3 separate regions of the Sus scrofa genome follow, and regions 1 and 2 are each linked to region 3. The links are chromatin contacts, called in public HiChIP or PLAC-seq maps. All regions are on one chromosome and are shown on one strand. Each heading gives the region's core, a stretch centred on a gene start, on an enhancer-like site or on the middle of the called end of the contact. The rest is flanking DNA. Distances are from core to core; before and after follow the strand shown. Region 1 holds the start of RHOBTB3 (rho-related BTB domain-containing protein 3). Region 2 overlaps RHOBTB3 (rho-related BTB domain-containing protein 3). Region 3 overlaps SPATA9 (spermatogenesis associated 9).

Evidence for each region. HiChIP or PLAC-seq counts read pairs in DNA pulled down with a chosen protein or histone mark.
Region 1: an H3K27ac HiChIP or PLAC-seq map of skeletal muscle shows a contact between it and region 3. The contact joins the promoter of RHOBTB3 here to the enhancer-like site in region 3. A contact is called at or near these places in 17 of 47 Hi-C or Micro-C datasets (adipocytes, alveolar macrophages, embryonic fibroblasts and 9 more) and 1 of 2 datasets of contacts at active chromatin or transcription factors (skeletal muscle).
Region 2: a contact with region 3 is called in an H3K27ac HiChIP or PLAC-seq map of skeletal muscle. The contact joins two enhancer-like sites. A contact is called at or near these places in 1 of 5 promoter capture datasets (liver), 6 of 47 Hi-C or Micro-C datasets (adipose tissue, embryonic fibroblasts, liver and 2 more) and 1 of 2 datasets of contacts at active chromatin or transcription factors (skeletal muscle).

Annotation. Positions count from the first base shown.
Region 1 is chr2:102,333,000-102,336,108 of Sscrofa11.1, forward strand. RHOBTB3 (rho-related BTB domain-containing protein 3) reads left to right here and starts at 1,748. Exons shown (of 12, transcript XM_003354222.5): 1 at 1,748-2,369; 2 at 2,552-2,777. The coding sequence starts at 2,368.
Region 2 is chr2:102,364,343-102,367,886 of Sscrofa11.1, forward strand. RHOBTB3 (rho-related BTB domain-containing protein 3) reads left to right here. Exons shown (of 12, transcript XM_003354222.5): 7 at 3,182-3,294. Among named protein-coding and RNA genes, the nearest start is that of RHOBTB3, 31 kb to the left of the region's middle. Within about 2 kb of position 1,754, at least 5 of the 83 cell types and tissues checked have an H3K27ac peak or open chromatin away from gene starts, as enhancers often do. A contact at or near this core is called in skeletal muscle, where this site is marked.
Region 3 is chr2:102,265,788-102,268,981 of Sscrofa11.1, forward strand. The region is part of intron 3 of SPATA9 (spermatogenesis associated 9); the gene reads right to left. Among named protein-coding and RNA genes, the nearest start is that of SPATA9, 20 kb to the right of the region's middle. Within about 2 kb of position 1,909, at least 31 of the 83 cell types and tissues checked have an H3K27ac peak or open chromatin away from gene starts, as enhancers often do. A contact at or near this core is called in embryonic fibroblasts, fetal skeletal muscle, liver and 2 more, where this site is marked.

The sequences.
Region 1 (3,109 bases), core at 498-2,997, 67 kb after region 3:
GTGGAAACGAATCTGACTAGCATCCATGAGGACACAAGGTCTATCCCCAGCCTCGCTCAGTGGGTTAAGGATCTAGCATTGCTGTGAGCTGTGATGTAAGTTGGAGACGAGGGTCAGATCTGGCGTTGCTGTGGCTGTGGCAGCCATCAGCTACAGCTCTGATTAGATCCCCAGCCTGGGAACCTCAATATGCCACAAGTGTGGCTCTAAAACAAACAAACAAAACATAAAATTTACCATCTTCATTTTAAATTATACATTACAGTAGTTTCAACTATATGCACCTTGTTTGCAACAGATCTGTGAAATTTTTCATCTTAAAAAACGCAAACTCTGTACTCATTGAACTCTCTCTTTTCTTCTCCCCTCAAAACCACCATTCCATTTTCTAAGACTTAACTCCCTCAGACACCTCATGTAAGTGGAGGGATGCACTCTTTGTCTTTTTATGACTACCTTATTGCTCTTAAGATTCCTTCATGTTATATCATAGGACAGGATTTTCCTCTTTTTAAAGGCTGAATAATATTTCATTGTAGGTATATACCACACTTTCTTTATCCATTCACCCATTCCAGTGTCTTTGTTTTTAACTTGTGGTTATAGGAGGGGATTGATGACCCAAGAGAAAGTGATGTGATACTCTTCGATATTTCAGGTGATTTAGGTTCTAAAGACTAAAAGAGAAATTACACTGAGTGAAACGGAAATGAGATTTTTAAAAAACCAGTGACTACATAAAGAACACCTCCTATTATACCCTATCTAAGCATGAGAACTATGAAAGTCCTTTCAACTGAGCAACTAGGGCCCATAATAAAACGCTGTTCACATTCCAAGGGCCTCTTATCCTAGTCTTTTCACTGCCCTACTCAGGACCTCCTGTTTCATACCCTCAAAATAGCCCTGTTGAGAAAAGACGCAGCAACATTTTAAAGTAGGGCTAAATAAATAAATGGATAAACAAGACCTCTTTCAACACGGAGCACTTGCAAGAATTTTCATGTTTATGTAGAAGCAGAGCCCCAGAGTAAACTCTGGCCCTGCTTGGAATTAGTGGATTCCAGGGTTCATTTGCATTGAGGTAGTTTGAGGCCCTTTGGGGACATTCACAACCTTTAGTTCAGGGCGTTATCATGAAAGAATCTGACGTATCCTTGCACTAGCATGATTATTATTTTTCAGTTGGTCTGAGGAGCTATTTATTATTAAACACGTAGCCATAATGTGTATGAAAAAATCTCCATGTGCACTAGCATTTAGCTTGTAAACACGTTAAACACCCACACATAACTACTTTCTAAAACTATTACAATAAGGAACCTCAACAGAAAACGCATAAACAAAAACCCTTGCAATTTTTGGTAAAAGATGCCAAATATAGCTTGGAGTCGTAAATAATTCACCCCCCCACCCGAAACGATATTAGCGAATTAATTGGTGTGTGAACAAAGAACCCTTTCTGTACTAGCGTGAATGTTGGCTTTTATTTATTTTTTTCTCACCAGTATGATTCTAGAAAGCAGCTGTAGTACATGTTGACAAAAGACAAAGCGGCAGACGTGGTAAAACACTTCTGGTCAAGGCCAAGAGGGGGAAAAATTGGGCTGCTTGAGCGGCCAGCGGGCTGAATCCCTCGCTTCCCTCACCTCTTTTTTCCCAGTGTTAAGGGAGCAGGGGCCTCACCGCCCCACCCCCCTTTCCCTGGCTCTGGTTACAGCCTTTCGAGTTGAACAAACTTGCTGCAGGCGGATTGGCGATCGGGAGCTCTCGGACTGGGGCGTTGTATTTATTAATTTATACTCTGCCGCGCCCCGCGCAGACCGCTCCTTTGTATCCGGCCGCGGCGGCCCTGGGCTCCCGGGCCTCAGCGGGGAGCACGGCCCCCGCGTCCGCCCGACCCTCAAGGCCGGCACGTGCTGCTCCCGCCCGCCCGGCCCGCCCGGCCCGCCGAGGGGGCGGAGGCCCAGCTTTTCTCCTCACCCGCTCCGGGCCAGGAGGAGGAGGAGCAGCAGCAGAAAGAGGCGACAGCTGCCCGGCTGAGAGCGCGCGGCGGAGCGTGGCTGCGGCGTCCGGCGACTCTCGGCAGTGGCGGCGGCACGGCCGCCCGGGATGTTCCCGGGCACTTCCTGACTGGCTGGCAGCGCTCACACCGCCCCACTCGCACGCCCCCGGCCCCCAGTCTCGCTGGCTGGCTGGCTGGCTCTCGCGGGCCCGCTCTGCCTCGGCCGCGCCGCGGTGGAGGCGAGCTACCGGAACGCGGCCCGGGATGAGCTGACTGCGGGAAAATACGCCGCCGACGGGCCCGGAGAGGCAGTGAGGACCCGCTTTTCTCTGAATCGCCGCCCTGCCCTTGAATTTGAGATCATGTACGTACGCATCGCGGTCCTGCTATTGTGTCCCCCGCAGCGCGTGCGGGGCGCCCCTGAGCGAGGGGCTCGTGCCCATCCTCGCCTCGCGCTGTCCCCCACACTTCCTGTTCTGATGAAAGCGATCCTTGCGCTGACCACGCGCCTCTGCTCCCCCCCTCATTCCTGTCTCTGTCCTCCAGGTCCATTCACATCGTGGCGCTGGGGAACGAGGGGGACGCCTTTCATCAGGACAATCGGCCGTCGGGGCTCATCCGCACTTACCTGGGGAGAAGCCCGCTGGTCTCAGGGGACGAAAGCAGCTTATTGCTGAACGCGACCAATACGGTTGCACGTCCTGTGTTCACCGAGTATCAGGCCAGCGCGTTTGGGAATGTCAAGCTAGTGGTCCACGACTGTCCCGTTTGGGTAAGGGGCTGCAACTGCTTTGTTCAGATGCTGATGGAGCTTTTCTCCTCCCCCCCCCTTTCCCCTTTCATGAGTATGGACCTTAGGCGTCACCTGGATGGTTTTTAAACATTTCGTGGCACATCTTTGGTCCTCCGTTTCATTGGGCAGGGGCCAGCCTAGTCAGAGAACACTCTCAGAAGGTAAAAAGCCCCAGTGGCAATGTGAAGTGCCACACTTATCGGCTGTGGGGGTTGTCCCTTGGTAGACAGCTGACAGTTGAATGTCCCAACCCCAAGGGACAGGGTCACTAAGTTTCACCAGCAGAGAGCAATGTTTTTTCATGCTACCCA
Region 2 (3,544 bases), core at 504-3,003, 98 kb after region 3:
TCGGGTTCCATCCCTGGCCTTGCTCAGTGGTTTAAGGATCAGGCGTTGGCCTCCAGCTGAGGCTTAAGTCACAGATTTATTTCTGATCTGCTGTTGCTGTGACTGTGGCATAGGCCGGTGGCTATGGCTCGGATTCGACCTCTAGCCTGGGAACCTCCATAGTCTGTGGGAGCGGCCCTAAAAAGAAAAAACAAAACAAAACAAAAATAATATCTGTACTCTTCTTTAACATATATGAGTGTAGACAGTCAAAAATACCTGCATCTACTGTTTGCTGCATGCCACTGACCCTGGGTTTTGATAGTAGAGGAAATGCTTAAAGGAAGAGCAGTGGTCGTCAACACTCAGTTCACATTAGAATCACCTGGGAGGCTTTTAAAATTGCTATCTGGGCCCCAGCCCCAGAAATCTAATTCATTTGGGCTGAGGATGAGACCTTCTCCAAGGGCATTTTTTAAAAAGATCTCCAGAGAAATCTCATGCACAGCTAGAAGTGAGAATTGCTGGCATAGAGTGAAATTTCTTGATCTGGGCTCCCTTGGCTTCTAAGGATTTCTTCTACTCCTGACAAGTTTTTTTTTTTAATGACCAATTCTATTAACTTTTTTTGTTTGTTTTGGCTGCAGCATTCATGAATTCCTGGGCCTGGGCCAGGAATCGAACTCATGCCACAGCTGTAATGAGAACCACAGCAGTGACAATGCTGGATCCTTAACCCACTGAGCCACTAGGAAACTCCCCAGTCTGGACATTTTTATACATTTTAATATCTAGGTGTGCATGGGAAATTTTCTGGTGTAGTGATCTAAAGAATTTATCAGATTGTGAAAAGAGAACATGACTTTTTATTTTTTTATTTTTTTTATTTTTTTTTGCTTTTTAGGGCCATACCCACAGCACATAGAGGTTCCTAGGCTAGGGATCAAATTGGAGCTGCTGCCACCGGCCTACACTACAGCCACAGCTACACCAGATCCTAGCCTCATCTGAGACCTGCACTACAGCTCACGTCAATGCCGGATCCTTAACCCACTGAGCAGGGATTGAACCTCATCCTCAGGGATCCTAGTTGGGTTTGTTAACCACTGAGCTGTAAAAGGAACTCCAAGAGTACATGACTTTAGTTAAAAATCATTAATTAAAGAAGAGGAAACAAGAAGCATAGACTTGTTCTAGACTGCCGACCTTGGAGAATCCAGGGAGGAAGGAGAGCTAACAGTGAAGTCCAAAAGAGAATAATCACACTGGAAACTATGTCTGGTCACTTGTGATGGAGCATGATAATGTGAGAAAAAAGAATGTATACATGTATGTGTGACTGGGTCACCTTGCTGTGCAGTAGAAAATTGACAGAACACTTTAAACCAGCTATAATGGAAAAAATAAAAATCATTATAAAAAACAAACAGAAAAGCAAAAGAGAGTGATCAAAGGTGGAACGACACGGTGATGTGCTGGAGGCTGCTGGCACCAGCTTGTGAGAACTGATGGTATTTATCTCTTCCCAAGCCCGTGTTCTGCATTGTCGTTATCAGTTGAGTTTACCCCACAGAAGAGCACATACCTTAAATCAAGGCTCTCTTCCCCCCTCCCTCCCCAAGGATACACTTTAGTATTCTTGAAGGGCAGGTAAGGAGAAGTTTAAAGATATGCAAGAGTGCCAAGAGCTGCAGGGCTCAGCTGTAATGAGGCCTGAGAACAACTGGACTGTCAGTCTGACTCCAGAGGAGCTTTGGATCTCCTTGTACAGCCTGGCTGCAATTGCCTCATCTCACTGGATCAGTAAATGTTTGTTATGTGCCCTCTCCACTCCCCAGTGCCCATGAAGCCATCTGGCAGAGTTCTGGATACAGGAAGGGAAAGATCAGAAGAGATAGATTGGGAGCAGATGGAAAAGGATCTCCAGTTACCCAGAGAAGTCACGTGGCTTGCCTAAATTCACACCAGTCATTAATGGCAGAGAGAGAACTAAAACCTGGATCTCCCAACTGTGCCTGCCCCCTCTACACCTTATATCTTATATTTTTAGGAGTTAGATCTTTCTATAAGCCATAGGATGGATCAGGGTGGTCTCTCTCGAAATACACTTTGGGAAACTAATCAGTGCTCATAATGACATGCACTTGATGGAGAAAAGGCCTAGGGAGCAGGGGGGCTGGATAGGAGACTGCTGAAGGGCAAGGGAGAGGTGTGTTTGGAGAAAGAGGGAACTTTTGCTGATCCTGGAATAGGAGTTTTGTAAGACACAGAGGAAAAGAGGCTGACACAGTGAAGTGAGCCTAGGAAAAGATAGCTCAAAAGTGGGTTGGGGAGTTCCCGTTGTGGCTCAGTGGTTAATGAATCCCACTAGGAACCATGAGGTTGTGGGCTTGATCCCTGGCCTTGCTCAGTGGGTTAAGGATCTGGTGTTACCGTGAGCTGTGGTGTAGGTCGCAGACGTGGCTTGGATCCTGTGTTGCTGTGGCTGTGGCGTAGGCTGGCAGCTCCGATTAGACCCCTAGCCTGGGAACCTCCATATACAGTGGGTGTGGCCCTAAAAAGACAAAAAAAAAAAAAAAAAGACAAAAGTGGGTTGGGATGAAAACAAGGGAAGGGGGAACCGGTAGGATGATTTTTTTCCTACCGGTTGTGTAGCTCATCAGAAAATTATCTAGCTCATCAGAAAATTATCTAGCTCCCTTCTCTAGGGAAGAGTTCTCCCTTCTGTAGAGTTGGCTATGGAACATCCTAAAGTGACCCTGACAATGCACAAGACCTTCTGAATGCTTTCTGTTCCTCTGCCCGATAGCCACTACTCTCCATGGTAGCTAATATTTAATCCAGCCTTAGAAAGGACCACATCTGCCTCTTATTCAGGGCAAGTAAGTAATCTGGATGTTGGACCACTTGTAGTGATAACTCATGTTCTAGCCACTGCTGTTATCACTAGCTGATCACCTCTTACAAAGAGGTGGCAGCTGTTCAGGAAGAAAATACCAGGTTTTGAGAAATAATTTACGTGAAGGTAAACTTTTTTTAATGTGAGTTTAATTTTAGTGTAATTACAAGGATATACATTTGGTAAATAAAAATCAAAAAAAATCCTAAAAAAAAAAAGGGAACATTGACACCTAGTAAAAGATTTGTCTTTCTTACATTCTGGTTTAACAGAAAAATCCAATAGATATTAATTTGTTTACAGGTGCCTTCCAGTGGGAAGAATTAGAAGACGATATCAGAAAGAAGTTGAAAGATTCAGGGGATGTTACAAATGTAATTGAGAAGGTTAAATGCATTTTAAAAACACCAGGAAAGGTAAATTAGTTTATTGTAAGTTAGTTTACTTTGACTTTCTCTGAATTATAACTAATGTACTATGATGAATATGCTATTGAGTCACGAGTCAATAATGTTTTCCTTAAGAATATTTTTTGAGGAGTTCCCGTCGTGGCGCAGTGGTTAACGAATCTGACTAGGAACCATGAGGTTTCGGATTCGGTCCCTGCCCTTGCTCAGTGGGTTAACGATCCGGCGTTGCCGTGAGCTGTGATGTAGGTTGCAGACG
Region 3 (3,194 bases), core at 659-3,158:
GGTATAGGTAGGGGTAGTTTTAGCCCACTCTCTCCATAAGTCAGCCTGGAAATGTTCCCAGAGTTCCTGGCCTCTGGAAAGAGTTTCCAGGAAATGAAGCAGCTGCTGTTCTTTTCCTCTTGTTGAAAGAATCGAAAGGACAGCATGCCTTTGAATCCCGCTAACAGGCTATAAGGAGACAAACATACAAGTGGGGAGCAGGCTTTCGAAAGGAAAGCAGATACACTCCAACAAAATCTCCCAGCAAAGTCAAAGATTCATGAGTTGCTGAATACATGAACATAAGTGGGAGGTCAGTATTTGATAAACGGTAAGCCATATACAATAAAAAAAAAAAATTGGTATATGCAAGCAGGAGAAATTACTCTTTCTGTTTTACTACATCTTTTTTAGATTTTTGTCCTTCACCTAAAAGTAATTAAATTGATTAGTTTCAAAATAGATATGTATTTGATATGTTATGCTTCTGAATGGTGAATCTGTATATTGCCTAAGGGTTACTTTTATACCATTTTAATGCTTTTAAAAAATACTTGCTATTCCTGTAAAAAAAACCACCCCTGAAGAAAATACATTTGCTCCAAAATTTATGTGGCTACTACTGGCTAAGTAGCCATTTTTCCATTTTATGACTCACTTTTAATACATGTTTTTCATATTATAAACCACAGTGTTTCATTCTTGGCTTGCTACAGGAACTGTATATGTTAAAAAGTGAGGTAAATTTGGTAAATGGGAGGCTTTGTCTAGATTGTTTTGGCCTATTTCACAAATTTAATCTTAAGCTGTTGTTACAAGAATTTTACATTATTTGCATTTTCAAGTTAAAAGTATTTTGATATCAATAGTATACCCATATATTCCTTTTTTGTAGTTGGTAATATTAACAAATAAGGTTATGTGGGTATTTCAACAGTAAAAGCGTTTCAATCTTTTAAGTTTCTCCCAAATAATGTTATGTTCCACTTCCCCCACATAATTTTGACTGCCTTGTCTCATAAAAGAACTATCTATAGTCATCTTCGTTTCACTAACAAAGAAATAAATCACAAAAAAAGCAAACCATAAGCTGTTTAAAAAAATAGAGATCCACCTACAGATAACCTGAAGGTTGGAGAATTACCAGGTCCAACTTAATGTTGTCCAAAACCATCCTGACGAGGGACATCAAAGGATTTATAGGAGACACTCTGCGATTCACAAATAAGTGTTGGAAGAAGCACTGACTGCTTTTATAGATCCAGGAAAAAAAAAAAAAAAAGTGTATCCTATAAGTCTGGGAGAACTACACGATCATGTCTCGCCTAGCAAGCCACAATACTCATGAAAGACTCCTAACAGTTCAGAGTAATCCTGGGGAATACTGCTCTTGAATAAGTTCTTAATCAGGTTGTCTTATAAAAGTTCGAATGTCCAAACCTCTTGGCCAACCTGCAAAAGTATGTCTTCAAGATTCGCAGGGTTCTACTTTCTAGGAATTTTCCTTTTTTCCCAGATCTTGAATTATACCATTGATGGCAGCCCCATCAAGGAGCTACAGAATTTCCTGATACTTGTGAGGTTTACAGTTTAAACCCCACACTGGAGTCTACCTTGGAGCGCTAGGGGTTGAGGAAGAAACTTTACTTAGATAAGCCTCCGGCCTTCATCCTGAAACAGGAGAACACAAGTTCACTGGGATCCATTTAAGGCATAGGCAGTTTTAAGGCTAAGAGTTTTCTCTTCCTAGCTGTCTCTTTCCTATGCCATCCAGAGTGTCTGCACAAAGTAGAAACAGATATCTCTAATGCCATTATAAGGAAGAGTCTATCACAGGAAGAGCTCCGGGTCCTGTGGCCCTGTGTGGCCTGCCAAAGTCAACAACTATGTCTGGGAGCTGACGTGTCTTGGCTGAGGTCAGCATTCAAGTGGATTATCTAGGTCACTGCAGCCCAGAACAACTGCAAGCTTCACTAAGCCAGGCAGCTCATGAGGCTAAGCAGATGCAGCATTCTGTAAGTACTAGTGCTGGGGATACTGACAACCACCAGGAAAGTTTCAGTGTTCCCTTCCTAAGGCCACTTATAGAATGAGTGGGTATATCACAATAATCTCAGCTCTGCAGAATAGGGAAGGGTTTAAGGAGCGACCTGTTTTGGCACCCATATAGCCAGGCACAAACGAAATCTCTTTTAACAAGATAGACAGTTAAACAGGCCTGACCCCAACTGCCTGTGCTCATGTCACAAGCCACTGGAATCTCTTCAGGCTATTTGTATTGGTTGAGGCTCTGGGCAGTTCATATCCGGCACAATATCATTAAATATGCTAAAATAAACAGGACATGTTGTACAGCTGAGCATGCAACCAAAACAGCCTATTTAGATTGTCAAGGGAGCTCCTGCGGCAGCATCCATTCTCTAATTATCTTGAGAAAACCAAAACTGTATACATCATCCCAGACCACATCAAAGAACTGAAACACTATCTACTTATAGGTAGTGTCCTAATGATAATGCCCCTATATCCAAGTCCTTGAGGGAAATAATCTGCCTGACTGGCATCACCAGCTACATGGTATCCAGCAGAGTCTGAGTACAACCACTTAAGGTGTTCTAGATAGAAACACACCTTTCCATCATTCACTATCCTCAGATCAGTGATTAAGATAGAACACAAGATCTCCAACACGTACCTTCTATAGGTTAACTAGGCTGCTTACTTTCCTACATGAAGCAATGCTCTCCATGCATCCACAAAGCATATCCCCTGACACAGTAATTGCAGATTTCACTCCACACCACAAAATTCCATCCTGGCACAGGCAGCCTGACAAGTCTTAAAGGAATTCATGCTGGAATCCACTCTGGGTAAGGTGAACTCTGTGCTAAGCCACTTACCTCTCAGCACACTCTGGTATCAGAGATACATTCCATTCACAGACCAATCCACTGATGTCCATCACACCTCATCCATTACTCTGTTGTTTCTTTGATTCTCCAGGCCACTGTCTTCACTATTCATACTTATATTTCTGTCCTGAGACTTTAAGACTTGAGGTGTTGTTTTCTTCCTTGCTACAACTTAGGTTCCTCTCACATACTAACCAAGAGAAGCTTCTTCCTCACTCCTAACCCTCAAGGACGCCAGAGGCTCTGACCTGGGACTATTTCCACTTATCTCACTTCAACCATATGAAACTGCTTACATTTCCT